2 separate regions of the Mus musculus genome follow, and region 2 is linked to region 1. The links are chromatin contacts, called in public HiChIP or PLAC-seq maps. All regions are on one chromosome and are shown on one strand. The core of a region is the stretch at or near the end of the contact, and the rest is flanking DNA. Distances in the headings are between cores, read along the strand shown.

What was found. HiChIP or PLAC-seq counts read pairs in DNA pulled down with a chosen protein or histone mark.
Region 2: a contact with region 1 is called in an H3K4me3 HiChIP or PLAC-seq map of the SCID.adh cell line, with 21 read pairs. The contact joins the enhancer-like site here to the promoter of Mob1a in region 1. A contact is called at or near these places in 1 of 484 Hi-C or Micro-C datasets (CD8 T cells), 5 of 115 datasets of contacts at active chromatin or transcription factors (CD8 T cells, the SCID.adh cell line, embryonic stem cells and 1 more) and 3 of 9 other capture datasets (adipose tissue, liver and pancreatic islet).

Annotation. Positions count from the first base shown.
Region 1 is chr6:83,324,782-83,327,481 of GRCm38.p6, forward strand. It overlaps Mob1a (MOB kinase activator 1A), which reads left to right and starts at 1,258. Exons shown (of 6, transcript NM_145571.2): 1 at 1,258-1,486. The coding sequence starts at 1,473. It also overlaps a transcript of Mthfd2 not described here.
Region 2 is chr6:83,415,112-83,417,811 of GRCm38.p6, forward strand. All of the region lies in intron 3 of Tet3 (tet methylcytosine dioxygenase 3), which reads right to left. Among named protein-coding and RNA genes, the nearest start is that of Mir6374, 15 kb to the left of the region's middle. Within about 2 kb of position 1,435, at least 80 of the 459 cell types and tissues checked have an H3K27ac peak or open chromatin away from gene starts, as enhancers often do. A contact at or near this core is called in CD8 T cells, the SCID.adh cell line, adipose tissue and 1 more, where this site is marked.

The sequences.
Region 1 (2,700 bases), core at 8-2,507:
AGTCATGGCTGTCCTAGAACATGCTATGCAGACCAAGCTGGCCATGAACTCACAAAGACCCATCTGCCTCTACCTCCCAGTGCTGGGATTAAAGAAGCTGTGTATCATCATGCTTGTCCTGACTTGATATAAACATAAGGACACAGACTCAAACCTTAATAATATGTTATTTAAAAATATACTTATGAAAAAAATAAACAAATAAAAGGACAAGAGGCAGAGGCAGGAAGATATCTGTTAGTTCGAGGCCAGCCTGATCTACAAAACAAGTTCCAGGACAGCAGGACTACATAGAGACCCTGTCTCAAAAAACCAGGAAAACAAACAAACAAAAAAAACCAACAAAAAACAAAACCAAAAACAAACAAACAAAAGATTCAAAAAATATATCAAGGCACATACTCTAAATCACATACAAATTTACAGAAGTTAGTGAAAAAAAGGAAAGAAAGAAAAGAAAAAGCTTACTGAATAATCCTGATAACCTAGGCTGCCCCCCCCCCCATCAAGGTAGAAAAGGAGAACCAGCTACTACTACATACCACACTAATAAATACAAATGTATAAAAGGTGGTTTAAAAAGTTAATAGAAGGAGGCAGGTGGTAGCTCAAGCCTGTAATTCCCGCACCTGGGAAGCAGACGCAGGACGGTCAGGAGGTCAGGGTCATCCTTGGCGACATAGTAAACTTTAAACCAGCCTGGGCAGCCTGGAACACCTGAGATCCTGTCTCAACCAAGGAACAACACGCAAACAAACAGGAACCCAAAAGTTGATAAAATAAAATTGATGACATTAATGTGACAGGTGGCATTCAAATGGTTTTAAACCACCGGCAAAATACTGGATCTTTGCCACTGCGCATCTGCAGTTTCATTTATTTCCACAGGTTTTTTTTCTCCCCCCTCTTTTCTTCATTCTACCATAGTGTCACCTGGTGTCAACATATCCTCCCACACGGAACATGCACATGGACATTCATAGCAGCGTTACAGTGTGTGTGTAGAAACCTCCCAGGTGTCCATCAACAGGCGAGGTGGCCAGAATAGCATTCCTTTAGGAGAAGACATCAAGTTTTTCTAAATAGCGAAACAGTCACCAAGTAGCGCTGGCAGACGTCCCTCGGCCACGGAACAGTTGACAGCGGCGCCTAGTTGGCCCCATTTCCCTCCCGTGCCCACAGAATACTGATTGGCTGAGCTCAGGAAGGGGCAGGGTGAAGCTCAGCGGGACGGGAAGAAGCCCGGTCTCGCGAGATCCTCTTGGTTCCGCATTTTGGCTCGCGGAGCTGTGGGAGGCAGCGCGGAGGAGCCCGCGGTCGGTGCTTGGTCGCGGCGGCTGGAACTCGGTACCAAACCCGGGCCGTGAAGCTTCGGCAGCCCTGTAGAGCCGCGGACCGTCCTCTGCCTCCCGGTGCCCGCGGCGGCGCCGAGTCTGACGGGGCGGGGGCCACGGCCCCTCGGGCTAGCGAGGATGAGCTTCCTCTTGTGAGTGGGCCGGGCCGGGCCGGGGCGGGGCGGGTGTCGGTCGGCAGGGCCGGGCCGAGGGGCCAAGCGGAGGGCGGAGCCCGACCTAGGGCTGCTCCGGGCCTGCCGCCCCGGGATCGGCTAGCGCAGGAAAATGTGCAGTGCCTCGGTGACCAGACCAGGCTGAGAAAGAAAGGCGCAGGTTCTCAGTGGCTTCCCACAGGTTTGCATTTGGGAAGAGGGCATTGCTCCTTCCAATGTGACTTTTCTCTTAGCCCAGGCGGGGCTTGAACCTGGACTCCTCCTGCCTCTGCTTTCCCAAGGAGCCAGGATACAGCCTCGGCCACTAGGACAGGCCTCCTTTAAATGTGGGGGTTTTGTTTTGAGAAATGGTCTTGCTATGTAGCCCAGGCTGGCCTCGAGCCCTCTTAGATGTTGGGATTAAAGGTGGGTGCTTTCATCTCGGCCCACATGTGAATTTTTTTTAAGGTTTTTATTTTTTTTGAGAACTTAATAGATGCGTATTTTCATTTCTAACTCCTCCAGTGCCCTCTCATCTCCCATTCAAATTCATGTTCTCTTATCTATATTCTATATTACGTCTATACAACATACATACGTAATGGATCCAGTTAGTGTCGTCTGTATGTACTTGGGTGTAGAGCTGACTATTTCATTATGAGTCTATTTGAGCTTGTCCCTGAAAAACCTGACTCTTCTTGTGGACTGTCCATAGCTCTTCAGCCAGGTGAGGTAAATGGAAGTTTTTATTTATAACTTAAACCGATGGACAGTTTTTCCCACTCTTTGGCTATTCTGAATAACGCTGCTGTGAGCAGCTGGTTATAGGTTTTTGGGTATGTGTGTGTGATGGTATCTCCTGGGTCTTAGTGAGGTTTTTGCATGTTAGCCTTTGAGGCACTGCCAAGCCTTCTAAAGCCTGCACTGCATTTAACATCCCATTCTCATTGTATTGAGTTTTCAGAATTCTTCAGTTCACACCTGCCTGGTAATTACCACTGATAGATCTGAGGGTGAAGTGGAATTTATTGATTTACATTCTCCCAATGACCAGCAATGTTAAGCATCGTTTGTGTGTGTGTGTGTGTGTGTGTGTGTGTGTCTGTGTCTGTATTTTGTGTTTTCAGACTATTTGTGGATAGAGTTTATTGAGATCCTTTTCCTATTTTAAAATCAGATTGTTCTTTATTTTGTTAGCATCTGTTAATTGTACA
Region 2 (2,700 bases), core at 185-2,684, 91 kb after region 1:
ATACAAAGACTAACCTTCAAAAGGGCTCTGGTGTGCACGTGTCTACACACACCCACGCACACACGTTCTGAAGATTCTAAAGACTTCTACTAAGCAAGCAGAAATTAAACGTAAGGGAACACAAATGTATAACAGACACTTCAAAGAAGGAAAAGATAAAGATGAAATTCATGGTAAATGTTGAGTCTCTGAGACCAAGGCAGGGATGGACTAGAAGGAAAACACACGCAAGCCCTACTTTTCCCGGTTAGGCTTTATCTGTGACACATCATGATGGTACAAATTAATGCACACCAGAAAAATTAAAATTACTTAAAGTAATAACAGGAAACTATAAAGCATAAAACACAGGAAATGTGTGTACTCAGTGAAAAACACCGAGTTCAGAACGCCCCTGTGTGCTCTACATATTAAAGTCAAGGTCTTGTGTAGACCGAAGGGGAGGATGACCTTGAACTTCCAATCCTCCTGTCTCCACTCTGTGAATGCTTCAATTATGAGCATAGGCTACCACACCCAGTTTTATGCTGGAGAGTAAGTCCAAGGTTTCCTGGCTGTGGCCAAGCACTCTGAGCTACACACCCCATCCTCAGGAAAATGTTCTCCTGATGGGGAAGTGAATGCCTTCTGACGGTGGGGGGAGGTTCAATTCAAAACACGGCCGACTTAACAATCCCATCTCTCTAACAATGCGCAGCAAAACAGATCTGACGCTGCGCGCACACACACACACACACACACAGTGCTTGGCTCTGGGTGGCAGGGAGGATGCATATTAAACTTTCTCTTTAGAATTATTAACGTATACATACATATGAAGTCTGGACATGTGGCGTCAGAGCAAGCACACAGAAAACCTTCTTCACAGCTTATGATACTTGATTTTTCTTTAGTGGGGGAGGGGAGTTCAGGATAAATTCCCAACATCAAAAAACTTGTGCAAGCCTATGAACACGAAGAGAAGTCCAACTACAAGACCGTGGACTATCTGTGTAGTTTCTGTTGCTACAAACTGACTGGTCTCTCACACACAAGTCCAGTAGGAAAACTAGAAGTGTGAAACCTCATCTGAAACCCTCCACCCATGAGCCATGGATGCTACGATTGCCAACTTCAAACCCTAACCTGCAGTCCCTGGCACAGCAGCTGCCTAGTGCAGAGCCTTGGCCTATGGGCCCCCCCTCAAGCCCCCAGCCACAGCCCCCCAGCCACAGCCTACAGGTAGCATGGAGGAAACTGAACTGACCACATCAAAGGACTAGCAGAAGGCTAAGTCTCCAACACACCAGAACCAGAACCAGAACCGTCAGGCTGCCAGGCTGACTCCCAGGCACAGCAGACTCAAAGCAGCTGTGCAAAAATACAGCTCCAGAGGTGTGTGCCCTGCACCCCTGGCCACAGGACCATCGGGCCAGCTCCACAGTGTACATCATTGGACCAGGATACCAATGACTCAGTGAGGCCCCACCTACTGCTGCTTACAGCCAGCCTCCCCCGCCACCTCCTGCATCAAAAAAAAAAAAAAAAAAAAAAACTTCTTAAAAGGCTCAGGAAACCAGCAAGCAAACATTGCTACTACCACAGTCCTCAGACAGAGCCAACCTTAGTGAATGGCCCCATGACTGTTTCCTGAAGGAATCTCAAACCCCTCAAAGCCCAGGGAATTCAGGTGTGTCTGAGGGACTAGGATTGAGGAGAAGCAGGCAGCTAACAGTTTTGAGTAGAAGTACAAACTGTAGCAAGCAATTCTGGCTTAAATGTAACCAATGCTCCTGAGGCTACATGGATTTTGGCCATAAGCCAAATCCAACATCAACATCAACAGCAGCAATGTGGATGCCCACCCAGCCCTCCCTGCTACCCAGTTATAATTCTCTGGGAGAATAAACTCCCACAGTTGAAGAAGGGTCTCAAGGTTATTAACAAATTTCATCTCCCAAACTCTCCAGGAGCTTGCTCCCCTGTGCATTGCTTTCTCAAAGACTCAGGTAGAGTCATAATTTTTCTGAGGGGGTAGTAGAGGACTAAAGACACAGATCAGTTGGTCCACCCCAGATCCCCACAGCCATCTCCAAGCCAGTGAGTGAGAAGCCCTGCCTCAAAACAAAGAGGAATTGATAGTTAAGGATGTCTTCTGACTGTCTGCGTGCATGCGTGCATTTGTGTGCATTTGCATGCCAGGTTCCCATGCCAGGGTGCCTCTCACAACTGGAATCTTTACTTTTGTTTCAAATAGACTGATGACTGAGTATGTAAATAAATAACTGGGGCAAGAAGGCCCTTTCCCCATGGTAATGCTGAGCCTAGGAACTTCCATTTCTCTTTTTTGGGGGTAGAGGTGGGGGTGGAGGGTGAAGGGTGAGGTGGTAGTTCCAAGACAGGGTTTCTCTGTGTAGCCCTGACCATCCTGGAACTCACTCTGTAGACCAGGCTGGCCTCACACTCAGATCTGCCTGCCTCTGCCTCCCGAGTGCTGGGATAAAGGCATGCGCCACCACAGTATGCAAGATCTGCATTCTTTTCTTTTTCCTTTTATTTTTACTTATTCACTTTACATCCCACTTATGCACTTCCTCTCAGTCATCCCTCCCCCTCCCCTTGACCTCAGAGGGTGGAGCCTCCCGTATCCTCCCACCCTGGCACACCAAGTCTCCTTGGGGCTAGGGGCATCCCCTCCCACTGAGGCCAGACAAGGCAGGC